Regions from separate parts of the Mus musculus genome. Here all the other regions are linked to region 2. The links are chromatin contacts, called in public Hi-C and HiChIP or PLAC-seq maps. All regions are on one chromosome and are shown on one strand. Each heading gives the region's core, a stretch centred on a gene start, on an enhancer-like site or on the middle of the called end of the contact. The rest is flanking DNA. Distances are from core to core; before and after follow the strand shown.

The links. A called contact is a pair of places that touch in the nucleus more often than the background predicts. HiChIP or PLAC-seq counts read pairs in DNA pulled down with a chosen protein or histone mark.
Region 1: a contact with region 2 is called in a Hi-C map of bone marrow-derived macrophages, with 7 times the contacts expected there. The contact joins two enhancer-like sites. A contact is called at or near these places in 2 of 39 promoter capture datasets (hippocampal neurons and neural stem cells), 8 of 15 datasets of contacts at CTCF or cohesin (CD8 T cells, the NIH/3T3 cell line, embryonic stem cells and 3 more), 129 of 484 Hi-C or Micro-C datasets (3T3-L1-derived adipocytes, the AML12 cell line, B cells and 79 more), 9 of 115 datasets of contacts at active chromatin or transcription factors (CD8 T cells, the HPC-7 cell line, bone marrow-derived dendritic cells and 6 more) and 4 of 9 other capture datasets (adipose tissue, embryonic trunk, liver and 1 more).
Region 3: a Hi-C map of bone marrow-derived macrophages shows a contact between it and region 2, with 57 read pairs. The contact joins the promoter of Wbp1l here to the enhancer-like site in region 2. A contact is called at or near these places in 20 of 39 promoter capture datasets (the 3T3-L1 cell line, 3T3-L1-derived adipocytes, the C10 cell line and 15 more), 9 of 15 datasets of contacts at CTCF or cohesin (CD8 T cells, the G1E-ER4 cell line, the NIH/3T3 cell line and 5 more), 268 of 484 Hi-C or Micro-C datasets (3T3-L1-derived adipocytes, the 4T1 cell line, the 63-12 cell line and 145 more), 47 of 115 datasets of contacts at active chromatin or transcription factors (CD4 T cells, CD4 single positive thymocytes, CD8 T cells and 37 more) and 6 of 9 other capture datasets (adipose tissue, embryonic stem cells, embryonic tail and 3 more).
Region 4: a contact with region 2 is called in a Hi-C map of bone marrow-derived macrophages, with 35 read pairs. The contact joins two enhancer-like sites. A contact is called at or near these places in 3 of 15 datasets of contacts at CTCF or cohesin (the NIH/3T3 cell line, embryonic stem cells and large pre-B cells), 108 of 484 Hi-C or Micro-C datasets (the 4T1 cell line, the AtT-20 cell line, B cells and 71 more), 16 of 115 datasets of contacts at active chromatin or transcription factors (the HPC-7 cell line, T-cell acute lymphoblastic leukemia, acute myeloid leukemia and 11 more) and 1 of 9 other capture datasets (embryonic stem cells).
Region 5: a contact with region 2 is called in an H3K4me3 HiChIP or PLAC-seq map of bone marrow-derived macrophages, with 3 times the contacts expected there. The contact joins two enhancer-like sites. A contact is called at or near these places in 3 of 484 Hi-C or Micro-C datasets (embryonic stem cells, growing oocytes and undifferentiated spermatogonia) and 1 of 115 datasets of contacts at active chromatin or transcription factors (bone marrow-derived macrophages).

Annotation. Positions count from the first base shown.
Region 1 is chr19:46,868,439-46,871,138 of GRCm38.p6, forward strand. It overlaps Cnnm2 (cyclin M2), which reads left to right. Exons shown (of 8, transcript NM_033569.3): 5 at 100-193. Among named protein-coding and RNA genes, the nearest start is that of Nt5c2, 93 kb to the right of the region's middle. Within about 2 kb of position 1,288, at least 74 of the 459 cell types and tissues checked have an H3K27ac peak or open chromatin away from gene starts, as enhancers often do. A contact at or near this core is called in CD8 T cells and bone marrow-derived macrophages, where this site is marked.
Region 2 is chr19:46,739,354-46,742,053 of GRCm38.p6, forward strand. As3mt (arsenite methyltransferase) reads left to right here. Exons shown (of 11, transcript NM_020577.3): 11 at 1,108-1,742. The coding sequence ends at 1,215. Among named protein-coding and RNA genes, the nearest start is that of Cnnm2, 21 kb to the right of the region's middle. Within about 2 kb of position 1,443, at least 8 of the 459 cell types and tissues checked have an H3K27ac peak or open chromatin away from gene starts, as enhancers often do. A contact at or near this core is called in CD8 T cells, the P5424 cell line and bone marrow-derived macrophages, where this site is marked.
Region 3 is chr19:46,597,756-46,600,455 of GRCm38.p6, forward strand. It overlaps Wbp1l (WW domain binding protein 1 like), which reads left to right and starts at 1,351. Exons shown (of 5, transcript NM_001177812.1): 1 at 1,351-1,538. The coding sequence starts at 1,449.
Region 4 is chr19:46,989,836-46,992,535 of GRCm38.p6, forward strand. It overlaps a transcript of Nt5c2 not described here. Among named protein-coding and RNA genes, the nearest start is that of Ina, 23 kb to the right of the region's middle. Within about 2 kb of position 1,421, at least 15 of the 459 cell types and tissues checked have an H3K27ac peak or open chromatin away from gene starts, as enhancers often do. A contact at or near this core is called in bone marrow-derived macrophages, where this site is marked.
Region 5 is chr19:46,523,483-46,526,182 of GRCm38.p6, forward strand. No RefSeq gene overlaps it. Among named protein-coding and RNA genes, the nearest start is that of Trim8, 23 kb to the left of the region's middle. Within about 2 kb of position 1,304, at least 254 of the 459 cell types and tissues checked have an H3K27ac peak or open chromatin away from gene starts, as enhancers often do. A contact at or near this core is called in bone marrow-derived macrophages, where this site is marked.

The sequences.
Region 1 (2,700 bases), core at 38-2,537, 130 kb after region 2:
TTGTCTTTCTTGGGATCATTGGAGAGGAGTGTGGCCAAGCCCAGGGAGGACTAGCTTTCTGTGTCGTTGAAGCTGAAGTCACACCTTTTCTTCCCACAGGGGAAGGTGGAGGTGGAAGCTGGGAAAGAAGGCATGAAGTTTGAAGCCAGCGCTTTCTCCTACTATGGTGTGATGGCCCTCACAGCCTCTCCAGGTGAGTAGCCCCGGCATCTGTTTCAGGAAGACGCAGCCCTTCTCCCTCAGTCTCCCCTGAGCCCAGCATGAATCGGTTCTCGTTGATGCGCATCATAGAGACAGAAGCTGTACCCATCCCGGGTATACGCCTTCATAGGTCTCCACACCCAGCGAACACAGCTGTACACACTAGGAGAGGCAGACTATTAAGGCCTTAGTGATAGAGAGAGGAGAGAGTAAGCATCCTCCTCTGAATCGCTGTCCCCCAGAGGTCCCCCCTCACTTCTCGAACGTTGTAGGACACAGGATGTAGTGGGCTGACTCTGTTTTCCTCTGCCCGGGTTGTGCTGCCATGGTCATCTGGGCTCTGCGTGGGTGTGCTTCCTTCCCATCCCTACTATGTGCTTGCAGTTCCCTCATCTGATGGTTGAGCAATGCACTAAGGCCACCTGAGGCTACGGAAGAAGGGAGGAGTGCTGCTGCTCAGCGCCCGCCCTCATTTTAAATCAGTCCAGAGCCCCGGTCTGTGGACTGTGTCCCCACACTCTCAGGAGTGTGTCTTTCCCATTTACCTCCCTGGAAGTACTCTCAAGAGACATACCAGAGGTGTGTTGCCATGGCGACTGTAAACTCAAGGGATGCTAACCCTTAGATTAACCATCCGAAGGCTATTTCCTGTTAGAGGCACCTGCGGAAGCTGCGTGTCTTCTGTGGGTGTGTGCGCTGGGGTCTGCTGAGTTGCTAGTTAGCTTTAGAACTTTTTAGAAGCTTAGCACTTCCAGAAGCCTTGTGTCTGTTACATCCCCTCCCCCCCGGCCACCCCCCCCCTGCCCCGCCTGTTTTGGGAAGTGTTCCCTGGTCTCCATTCCAAGTCATTCTAAGTCTATCACACAGAGTAGCTCTTCTGGGGATTTTCCGTTACATCTCCCAGAGGCTGAGGGAGTTTGCTGCTACTGTTTGTCTAGAGAGCTGGCTGCTTGTGGTGCGTGGTTATGCCACCACGGGGATTGAGCAAGTTCTCTGAGAGTCTGAGGGGCCTGCAGGGGTGTCAGCACCCAACTTTGCTATTGCTTGCCTGCCCTGGCCAGGAGTAGATTAGGCAGGTAAACGGAGGTGCTGTGGTGCCACCTGGTGGCCAGAATACAAAAGGACATTCTGTACAAGGAAACATTTACAACGGCCAAAGCTAACCACAGTCCTTTTTAAAGGAAGGTTGTCAAACTGAAAAAAAAAAAAAATGTAACAGCAATGGCAACCCTTCAGGCAAGTTTGTCTTTGTGACATCTGTCTTCCCCTGCTGTCCCACGCAGCAGTGTGACTGGCATAAGGATGTAAGCGTTAAAAAGCCAGTAAGCTGTCAAGATTCCTTGCTCTCTCGTGCAGGCTTTGCTGTCCTAAGGGACATTGTCCCTGAGTGTGCACATGAGCCTGCGTGGTCCCTCCTAGAAGGTCTTTGTTATGAACTTGAAAGTGATCTTCCTTCCCACTGTGTGGTGACACTGAGGAAAAGCCCTTGGTGTCCCATAATATCCAGGAGGACACAATGAGGTGCTGTGCAGACAGTGTGCTGTGACCTTAAAATACAAGGGAAAGGTGGGTGAATGGCTACAAGTTCAGAGTCAGCGTAGTCTACACAGACCTTGTCTCAAAAGTGTGAAAACAGAACAACAGGAAGAAACATTATGTCACAGGAAGGTATTATCATTGTGACTGTTCTGGGACTATGTGTCTCGAGTTAGCGTAGGTTAACAGACCCCTATTTTTAAGGCATCTCTGTAAACTGATGAGAGCAACACACTTTTGCTGATGACTGGTTATTTAAACCTGAACACTAGCCTCGCTCACAGTGAACAGTAGTGTAGGGAAAATCCACGAAGAACAGGATAGCAAAAGGCTGGGAATGGTGGCCACACTAGTTCCAGCCCTTGTGAAGGAGGTGGGAGGACCATGAGGCTAGCCTGAGCTAAGTAGTAAGTTTGAGGTTAACCCTAGACCATAAGAGACCTTTCAAACCAACTGAAAAAAATAACAACAAAAGGCAGCAAAGAGCTGACCATTCACCAGGAGGCCCCCATCATTCATTTCAAAGGCTGACCTGGGTCTGGGGGTCTGTGTGTTCACTGAGATGTCCGATCAGTACAGGACATTAAGGCCTGCCTGTGTCTGCTCAAGAGGAAATCGCAGGTAAAGGTGCTTGCCACCAAGCCTGGTGACTTGAGAACGACTCCCACGTGTTGCCCTCTGTTCCCCACGTATGTGCTATGGCCGGCGCACATGTTCACATGTAAATGGAGAGTCAGCTGTCTACTGGGGAAACAGAGATGGAGGTCTGCAGTGAGACTGAGGCCAGAGTGGCCTACAGAACAAGTTCCAGGCCAGCCAGGGCTCTAGGTTGAGACCTTGTCCTGACACAAAGCAGTAAAATAAAGCCCTCAGTCCTTGGGACATGTGGGAAGGCATGCCCTGTCCCTCCTGGCCTGCTCTTGGGGTCTTCCCTGTGATGGGGCTAGTCTCCCATCAGAGTGA
Region 2 (2,700 bases), core at 193-2,692:
GGGGGAAAAAAAAAAAAAAGGAGAAGTGAAGACGGCTGTCCCCCCTGAGCGAATGCACTCTGCACTCCACGGTCAGGGTGACTGGAGATGGCCATCTCTAATCTGGACATCAGCAGACTTAGCATTCCTGCCTCGTGCACAGAGTTCTGGAGGACAGGGCATAGATAGCATTTCAGGATTTCCGTTCCAAGGGTAAAAGGCGCTTGCTCATGAGGATCTCATCTCATGGAATCTCATGGAATCAATTGGGGGAAATCAGCTTCCCTGGCCCAGCAGAGACTACTTTTAAGCAGGCTATGGTAGCTTCAGCACTTAAGAAACTGAGGCAGGAGGATCACCAAGAGTTCCAGGCCGACCTAGGTTTCAGTGTAAGACAATCTCAGAACAACAATAAAAGTCGCTTTTGGGGTGGAGTTCTAGTTCAGCTGGTAAAGTTCTCGTCTGCGTGCACAGAGCCTGGGTTCAGTCCCCAGCACAGCATGAATTGGGGTGTGTGGGGTGTGTGTGTGTATGTGTATATACCCTCAACATTCTCTTAGTATCATTGTGAGTTGGAAGCCAGCCTGGGCTACATGGAACTCTGTCTCAAAAGAAACAAAAACAACAACAACAAACCCAAAAATTAATCCTCCCTTTCTTGAACAAAGTAAAGGTTACCCTGGAAGAGTGACTGATAATCTAATTAGAGCTTCCAGAACATAGAGTCATCTTTTGTTCCTTAACTTGTAGCCCAGGCTGGCCTCCAACTCACTATTCAATCAAAGATGATCTTAAGTCCAGATCCTTCTGCCTCCACTTCTACATTGCTGAGGTAGGGGACAGATTTATGTACCACAAGGCTTATCTTAAAAGGTTATTTGTATTCTAGAGTGGCAGTGCTCCCGCAAGGGTGGCAGTGCTCCTCCAAGGGTGACAGTGCTCCCAAAAGGGTGGCAGTGCTCCTCCAAGGGTGACAGTGCTCCCAAAAGGATGGCAGTGCTCCTCCAAGGGTGGACAGGGTTAACATTTTCTCTTTCCTTGATAAATCAGCCCACATCAAACAGAAATATCAATGTTGGGGTGCTTCAGTGCCCCTCTGTATGCTCATTCTGCTTTGTCTTTTGACAGGTTCTAATCAGAGATCCATTCAAGCTTGCAGAGGACTCTGACAAGATGAAGCCCAGACATGCACCTGAAGGCACGGGAGGCTGCTGTGGCAAGAGGAAAAACTGCTAGATCTACAGCCAGCGCGGAGCCCACCGGGCTCAAGAGGGTGGCTAAAGGACAGTCACAGAGGCTTCTTAGCCTGCTCTTCGCCAGTGCACAGATTATGTGAAGGTGGCAAAGCCACCACAAGCTAGACCACTGCTAAGAATAAGAGTGACTTTTAGAGGATGTTAATTGAAGGTTCACAGCAAATCGCCTGCTTTTCTATTTCTCTATCTCAGAGTTCTGGTGCCACCTAGTGGTCAGAAGTAGAACTTGGAAGCCCAAGGTTTACTCAAAGGGCCAAAGGCATCATCAACGTTGTGAGAATTATCTTCCTTCTGGCCTACCACAGGACACCTCTGGGTTCTTCTCTGTGGTTACCAGGAAGCACAGTACTTACTAAATTTATGCTAACCATGACAAAAGATTGTCAACTCAAATTTGCTAGGAGTATTCTTTAGGTTGCTGTCTGCAATTTTTTTCTCTGTAACTGAATGAAAAAGAAAACAAATAAAAAATAAATTTGACTTCAGTTCACCTTGATAATTGATACCACAATGGATGTCTGTAGTTTGTCTTTTTAAAAATATTTTATGCCGGGCATGGTGGCACACGCCTTTAATCCCAGCACTTGGGAGGCAGAGGCAGGCGGATCTTTGAGTTCGAGGCCAGCCTGATCTACAGAGTGAGTTCCAGGACAGCCAGGGCTATACAGAGAAACCCTGTCTCAAAAAACCAAAAAAAAAAAAAAAAAAAATATATATATATATATATATATATATTCTGTTTTCACACACACCAGAAGAGGGAATCAGATCCCATGGGTCATAACACAATAACACAGGGATTTGAACACAGGACCTCTTGAAGAGCAGTCAGTTCTCTTAACTGCTGAGTCATCTCTCCAGCCCCCCCCCCCCCCCCCGTCATCTGTCTTAAGTGATGTTTTTGAAAAAAGGAAAGCTAAGAGATCCAAACAGGATTTCTCTCCCCTTGTAAGGTGCTCTCATTAAACCTTTAGGGAAATGCTGGGTTTGCTTCTAGGGCCCATATTAAAGAAGTTATGAGGATTAAAGGAAGAATCAATGACGGGACACAGGTCCTTATCAGGATCTGATAAATCAGACGTAAACCCTGGGGCCAGGGCACAGTCCAGCTGGTAGAATACTTGCCTGGTAGTCTAGGCAGGAAGCTCTGCGTTTGCTCTCCAGTACCAGGCGAAACCAGGAGAGGCAGCACAACCTAAGGCCCCAGCACTCGGAGGTAGAGCTGGGAGGACCAGAAGCACAGGTCCTCCCTCCCCAGCTCCACAGAGAGTGTGAGCCAGCCTGGGGTATGTGAGACCTGGCCTCAAAAACGAGCAAGGAACAGCCTTCAACAACAGAAGCTTTGGTGAGAAAATCTTGGTCATTCTGAGATCCCAGCAAAGGAGAATTTGGGCACTAGAGGAAGAGGTGAGGTTAGCATGGCCTCAGAGGTGTTTAATTAGGGAGTCTGAGGATGCTTAGGCCC
Region 3 (2,700 bases), core at 101-2,600, 140 kb before region 2:
GGTTTAGTAACGTTCAGTCCAGTCACAAAGTGCTACAGTTGTCACTACTGTAATCCAGAACACTTTCACTGTCCCTCCTAGAAAGCCAAGGTCGGTTCGGCAGCAGCCACACCCCCACCCGCTGCCAAACCCTTATCCATTTAGTTGAGTTGGCCTGTAAGGTGTTGAACAGCAGTTATAATGAGCAGGAGGGCTTTGCATGGGAACTACTAACACAACTTTGAGGACAGCCTGAGTTACCTAGTTTCTGGCTTGTATGGACAACAGGAAGAGACCCTACATCAAAAACTAGCCAAGTACATCCTGTAACTAATTGAAGTGTAATTTTTTCTTTCTTTTTCCCTCTCTTCCTCCCTCTATCTCTTCCCTTTCTCTGTTCCTTATGGCCCATACCAGGGTCTGAACTCAGGGCCTTGCCCATGCAAGCCATTTACCACAGAGTGATACATCCTCCTGCCCTGTTGGACAAGAATTCTCAAATTGAAGCAGCTACATGGTGATGTGTGGGTTTGTGTGGACTAGTATTGTCCTTGCGGTGTGTGGAGGGGCAAAGGGAAGCCATTTTCATTTAGCCGGAAGATAACATGGATGAAGCAATGATTGGTGGGTCTCAGAGCTATTTCTGAGTAGGGTCTGAAGAGTTTTGTCCTTGAAACTTGGGGGTAGCAGAGCACTATCGCTAAGAGAGGTGCTATTTAATAGGGGACTCAAATGACTCAAAGCTGCTGCTTGGGTAGTGAGCTTGGAAAAAGGATCCTGATAATAGGGCTTCCTGTAATTTAATACAAAAAGCACCAAAGGCTTATAGACTGCAGTTGGAAGCACGCTTTAGAATCATTATATCTCACTACTTTTTTTTCTTTCTTTCTTTTACCTCTACTTATTTTAATACAAAAAGCACCAAAGGCTTATAGACTGCAGTTGGAAGCACGCTTTAGAATCATTATACCTCACCACTTTTTTTTTTCTTTCTTTCTTTTACCTCCACTTAACTGTGGGAACATAACATTTCCGCCACACTCAAAATGACTGAAATACTGTAAACCTTTTCAATGCATCCGGGTGGTCGTGTCCCTAGCTCCTGTTACTTCCGCCACTCTCTGCGGGGCGGGGCGCTCTGCACTTTTCTGCACCTCGCAGCATTCAAGATGGCCCAGCTTCCTCCCACTTTTCATTGGCCAAATCACCTAGCACGAGGGTGGCTGGGACTGGTATTTGACTCACAGTTCTTTTGACCAATGGACAGAAAGTAGGAGCCAATGAGGCGCGGGAGCTGGAGACCCTCCCCTGCATCTGGGCGGGCCCTTTGCCTGGGGCGGGGTGGAGCCGAGCCGGAAGCGGGAGGGCAGAGCGAAACAGGAAAAGAAGGGAAGGAGGAAGCAGAGGGAAGAAGAGAGGGAGGAGGAGGGGTGGCGGCGCCGTGGCGGAGGAGCAGGAGCAGGAGGGGGATGGAGAGGAGAAGGCTCCTGGGTGGCATGGCGCTCCTGCTCCTCCAGGCGCTGCCCAGCCCCCTGTCAGTGAGGGCTGAGCCCCCGCAGGTAAGGGGAGGGCTTCTGGGCTAGCTTGGGGGTCTGGGGCGGTCGAGGCCTGGTTGGAGGGGGGTCTCAAAGAGGTTTGTTTGCAAGGAGTTGAGTGTTTTCGGGAGGGAAGCCCATGGCTAAGGTGGACCAGGTGAAGGGTGGGGGTGTTGATGTTTAGCTGAGGGACACCTGTGACGAGTTGGATGTCAAGAAGGTGGCAGAGGCAATGGTGCCAGGCGACTTGAGGGTCCTTTGAGAGGGTAGTTATGGTAGGTGCTCTGGAGGACTCTTCGCGGAGATCGCCGCACACTGGCGCCCGTGGGCCCTATTTCTGCTCCGCAGTAGAGTCCGGAGCCAGAGACTGTGTGCACACCAGTGTGTGCTGGGATCCCAGGTTACTGCACTGGCCCCAGAGGGAGGAGGGCTCAGCATGGTATTTATTTCAGGCTGGACAAAGGAAAAGTTCTGAGGGCATCCTGACTCTTATTTTTAATGCTGTAAGGCATAGTACGTTGGTGGGCTGTTGCTGGAGGTAAGGTTCTTGGGAGATAGTAGGGATGAAGTAGTAACCCCTCAGGAGGAGGGGCACATTTGAGTGTGAGAAAACCGTGCTGTTAGGCTAGCTGTCCTGGGAAGAAGTCACTAGTGCTGATCCGAGCGAGCCAGCTCAGGGCTTTTGAGCAGAGGGTGGTTCCGATGCCAATATCGGCAGCAAGTGGAGCACCCTAGCTTTTCTTGCTGGGTGGCTTGCTCTTCCTGAGTCCAGGGCCGAGATGCCTGCTTATGCTGATTCTAGCTTGGGCTGGCGTTTCGAAACCCTAATTGAAGCGTTACTCTTGGTGCCAGATTGGGTGGGGTGCTGTAGGGGGAATCACCCCTCCCCTGTTAAATCTGGCAAAGCTTCTATCGTTTCCTTTGGTTTCTCCCCTTTCTTCCCATCATTGTCTGTTTTCCACAGGCACAGGGACAGCCTGTGCAGCTTAGCACGTCACATCACGCTGAAGAGCAGAAATTGTTAGCAGAATTCTTACCTTTCCCCTTAGAGCTCAAGGGCAGCCCTTTCACATACGTATCTTATTTTTCTCCCGAATATCCTCTTCAAGAAACAAAACAAGAAAAACACCCAAAACCCCAAAATAATTGAGTTTTGTTTTGTTTGAGACAGGATCTTGCAATGTAG
Region 4 (2,700 bases), core at 171-2,670, 250 kb after region 2:
AAGATGAAGGCCTTCCCCGCAGCTTGCTTGGTCATATTGGTTTATTTGATGGTGGATATTAATTGCATACACTTCACTCAGGGTGAACCGGGGATCAAATACCTTTTGCGGGAAGGAGTGCACAGGAAGGGAAGCTAATTGGCTGAACCCTCAGGGGCTTATCTAGGTACCTCATTAGTGTGGAGTACTTGAGGTTTTTTATGCCACATGACTGATCACCACGGTCCTCAGTGGGGTGTTGTGGTTTCTGTTCCAGGGCAGGTAGAGGCGGCAGGGAACGGCTCCGCTCCTGCCGGTCTCAATCCCGAGATCCCTGGGACTTGCGCTCACTCAGCCTGACCACTTCTCATGCCTGCCTGGTAACAAGCTCCCATATGCCCTACAGTGCATCATCCTAGCATTTCTACAGCAACACAGACAGAAGAATTCCCAGACGCTTGTGGGCCACTTACCCTAGGGTTGCACCAGAGAACAAGAGACCCTATTTCAAACAAGATGGGATGCAAAGACCAACATCCAAAGTTGTTTCTGATCTCTACATGTGAGCCAGGGCAGGTGTGGTGCCCACACTCACAGACATGAAAACACACGTGCATGCACACACAAACACACAGACACACCAGACAGATACATGCAAACATATCAATAGTTTTAAAAGAAAGTGGGGGGTGGCAGGGAATGGCTCAGTGGGTAAGAGCACCTGACTGCTCTTCCGAAGGTCCGAAGTTCAAATCCCAGCAACCACATGGTGGCTTACAACCATCCATAAAGAGATCTGACTCCTTCTTCTGGAGTGTCTGAAGACAGCTACAGTGTACTTACATATAATAAAAATAAATAAATCTTTAAAAGAAAGAAAGAGAGAGAGAGAGAGAGAAAGGAAGGAAGGAAGGAAGGAAGGAAGGAAGGAAGGAGGAAGGAAGGAAGGAAGGAGGAAGGAAGGAAGGAAGGAAGGGGAGTGTGGTGTCTCGTGCCTTTAATCCCAGCACTCAAGACACAGAAGCAGACAGATCTCTCTGTGAGCTCAGTGCCATCTGGTCACCGTGGCAAGTTGTAGGTCAATCAAGTGCTACATAGTGAGATCGCAAAAATTAAAAAACAAATAACTAGCCGGGCGTGGTGGCACACGCCTTTAATCCCAGCACTTGGGAGGCAGAGGCAGGCGGATTTCTGAGTTCGAGACCAGCCTGGTCTACAAAGTGAGTTCCAGGACAGCCAGGGCTATACAGAGAAACCCTGTCTCGAAAAACCAAAAAAAAAAAAAAAAAAAAAACCCAAACAAAACCAAACCAAACCAAACCAAAACCAAAACAAAAAAAAACCAAAAACAAATAAATAGATTTCTTAAAACCTTGAGTAATACATTTCAACTCCTGACCTTTAGGTCCTGACACTCACCACGCAGGCTCTGCTTGCAATGATCAGCACTGCGACCTCTATTCAAAGTGTTCCACTAACCAAGACCTTGGCTCAAATCCTAAGTTGGGCAAGGGACAAGCTGTTGGTCAACACTGCCCCCTAGTGGTAAATTTACCAACTGCACAGAGACCGGCCACCAGTCTTTCTCTGGGCTCACTGGGTAACTCCTGGAAAAACCTTAAACTCCTTGCCCCCGAAACAGCCTTAGGCTCAATCCCAGCCAAGAGCCAGTCTGCTCTCTGTGTGGCTTATGTCTTTGTACTTCATAAGTGGTACTCATCCGTACTTTAAATCTTTAGCAAAATCCTGTTCAGATCCTGACTCGTCCAAAAGAACCCTGACCCTAATCAGCCCAAATCTCCCCAAACTTTCTTCAATGTCTCCTTTATTGGGTTAGTTGCCTGTATGAGTTATTTCTAAACTATAGAGGTGTATATATATATATATATATACATATATATATACACATATATATATACACATACACATATATATGTGTATATATATATATATGTATATATAATTCCCGTTTTACAAAACTGTTCGAACAGTTTTCAGAGCCTGAGCTAACTACATATATTCTTTTTTTTTTAAGATTTTTTTTTAATATGATGTGCACACTTCAGACACACCAGAAGAGGGCATTGATACCCATTACAGATGAGCCACTGTGTGGTTGCTGGGAATTGAACTCAGGACCTCTGGAAGAGCAGTCAGTGCTCTTAACTACTGAGCCATCTCTCCAGTCCGACTATGTATATTTTTAAAGAATCATACTTTTGAGTGCTTAATGAGGGCCAGAACCAGAGCTGGGTACTTGCCCATACACGCTCTCAATTATGTTTTGTTGTGATAATTATTATTCTGGGGTTGCTACACCCCCTTGTTGTCTTTGAATATTAAGGGGTTTCTACTCCACTTCAGACCATATTGTTCCCAGATAAAAGACACAGAAATCTTCAGATTTACAATGAGCTTAAGGGCACTAGAGCTGGCTGGGCGTGGTGGCGCACGCCTTTAATCCCAGCACTCAGGAGGCAGAGGCAGGCGGATTTCTGAGTTCAAGGCAAGCCTGGTCTACGAAGTGAGTTTCAGGACAGCCAGGGCTATACAGAGAAACCCTGTCTCAGAAAGAAAAAACAAAAAAAAAACAAAAAAACACTAGAGCTGGGCTGGTGAGATGGCTCAGTGGGTAAGAGCACTGACTGCTCTTCCAAAGGTCCCAGCAACCACATGGTGGCTCATAACCACCCATAATGAGATCTGACGCCCTCTTCTGGT
Region 5 (2,700 bases), core at 54-2,553, 220 kb before region 2:
AGCACAGAACCCCAGGCTGCTGAGGGAGCAGGGCAGGCAGCAAGATGCCATTGTGTGCCTGCAATCAAGAGGCTTCAGAGGAAATCAAAAGCGCCAACTGGATGTGTGCGCACTGTCTTACACTCGCTCTCAAATACACTCACACATTTGAGTGCGTACAAACGCGCGCGCACACACACACACACACACACACACACACGCACTTCTGCCTCTAAATGGGTCAAGTGGAGGCTGTGGTGTGGGTTAGCCAGGGAAGGCTAGGACGTGGGGTGGGGGTGGGAAGAGCAGCCTGGGCCCTGGTACCCGCTCACTCTCCTGGCACAGGAGATGGCGGCAGCTGCAGAGTGGAGTGGGATGTGAGGATAAATATACACCTCCCATGCATATGGATAATGCCCACAGCTGCCCTGCCTGCGCAGTGTTCATTAGGACCAACTGTTTCAGGAGCAGTTCAGGCAGGCGGGAGGGTGCATGCCCATTCACGGGCTCAGGGCAGGGGGGCTGCCTGCAGCTGTGCAGGCCCCGCCTCCTGCCTGGATCAGCATATCCCAGCCGCGGAATGAATCCTGCTCCCTCCCACTCTCTCTCTGCCCAACTCACTGCCCTGCTAGTTCTTGCAGGTCTTAGGGTGGAGAGAGGCCGAGAGCGAGTCAGGATGAAATCTATCTCGGGGGCTCGGTGTATTGAGGGGAAGAGTCGGGCTGGATTAAGTCAGTCTTCTGGCTTCAGGATGGGCTACTGGTGGCAACCAAAGATGATCCCCTCTTTTCCAAAAAGCCATCTGTGGCAGGGAAACTGCTTTAGCTCTGTCATCTGGGAGCTTAAGGGAAGTCCCAGCCCATCGGACTGGAAAGCCCCAGATCAGCCACGTTCTGTGTATGGGGGCTGATGTGGGGACTGTTGTTCTTCCCTGATTCTGACCTTTTGGTGCAAGTAAGACAGGGAGGGAGGCTGGTGGGCTCTGAAGAGTGTACGGAGATGGGATGGGGAAAGCAGGCGGGGAGGAGCTAGTGACACAGATAAGCCATTCCTAAGGATGAATGTGAAGTTTGTGCCCTACACATGGATACCTGACTGAAAGAAAAGGCCAGGATATGCTAGCCAGTGTGTGAAGTCTGTCCAATGTGGGTCCGAAGGAGGAAAATGGAGACAGATGACAGGCCTCTTTGGGCTCTAGTTTTCAAGACTGCTCAGCAGGCAGAAGCTGTGGGTGTGTGGAGGGGGCGTGTCTGTCCTGCAAGCCGCTCTTTTTCCTCCCCTCCCTTCGGGAAGTCAGAGTGGACGGTCAGGACTGCTGCTCCAATGACCTAGATCAAACTTGGCCAATCTCTGGTTCAGACTGGAAGCAACAGACTTAGCCCAGAACCCGCTCCCAGCTGAGCCCAGCTGCTTTCTTTTGTTTTTAAGGGTGGGGCTGGTTCCTGTTTGGCGCCCTGTGCTGGTGGCCTTGGGAGCAGCAGCTAGGGGAAGGTCCAAAGGCCGAGTGAGGTCATCCCTGGCCCACCTTACTGTGCCTTGGAGGCCTGTCCTCCAGGTGCTCCTAGCCACTGATGGTCCTGATGGAGAGCCAGGGCTTCCAAACGAGGAGCCAGCAGGAGCCCAAGCTGCATGCGGGCTCCGGCTCCTGGGTGCTCCACACTCACTCCTTGTTGGGAGCACGTTTCCTGGGTGCTCCACGCTCCTTGTTGGAAGCACGTGGCTGTGGTGACTACTTAGCAGAATCCACTCAGCCAATCACTAGAAGAGGCAACAGTTTGTTTGGTCCCCAGCCCCCCAGCTTCAGGTACCCCAGCCAAGACTTCTGCCCACTCCTGCACCCCATTTGCTCTCTAAAATTCTGTCATTAATATTTAATTTCTTTAGCAAGGGCTTTTTGTCCCTGGAACACCGCACTTCACACTAAGGAAGGAAATTGCTCTGTAGTTCTTTGTGAAGGGGATTCCTGTGTTCTTTCTTTCAAAACAACTTTTTTTATTTTTTAATTTTTTAAAAGATTGCTGTTGTTTTATTTTTCACATATTGGTGTTTTGCCTGTATCTATGTCGGTGCACTGTGTGCACCTGGGTGCTTTGCAAGAACAGCCAGTGCTCTTACACACCAAGCCAGCCCTCCAGCCTTCTTTCTGGGCTTCTAAGATCACAGCTTTGGAAGTCAAAAAGGAACTGGGTTAGTGCCAGCGTAGAGGCAGGAGGATCTCTGTAAGTCTGAGGCCACTCTGGTCTACATAGTGGGTTTGGGCCAGCCAGAATAACATAATGTGAGCCTGTCTTTTATCGATATTACGATGATGATGGTGGTGGTGATATTTTTTGTGTGTGTAGCTGTGTAAGTGTTTCAGAACTCTCTTTGTAGACTAGGCTAGCCTTGAAATTGGAGATCTGCCAGCCTCTCTCTGCCTCTGGAATGCTGGGATTAAAGGTATGCACCACCATGCCCAGTGAGCCGGCCTTGACTCCTCTGTCTCCTTCTTGTGAGATCTTGGACAAGTAACTCAGTATCTCCAGTTAATAGTGTCCTTGCCAAGGTTAAGTAAGATTAATAAATAAGTTGTTTCTGGGGCAAAAGGATACTGACTTAACTGTTTTTTTCTCAGCTGCCCCTGATGTGTGGAGGTCTGGTTGCTGGTTACAGACTGTATTTCCACAGGTCCATGCCTGTGACTGGTTCTCAGAGTGTGCACGCACGCACGCAGGCACGCAC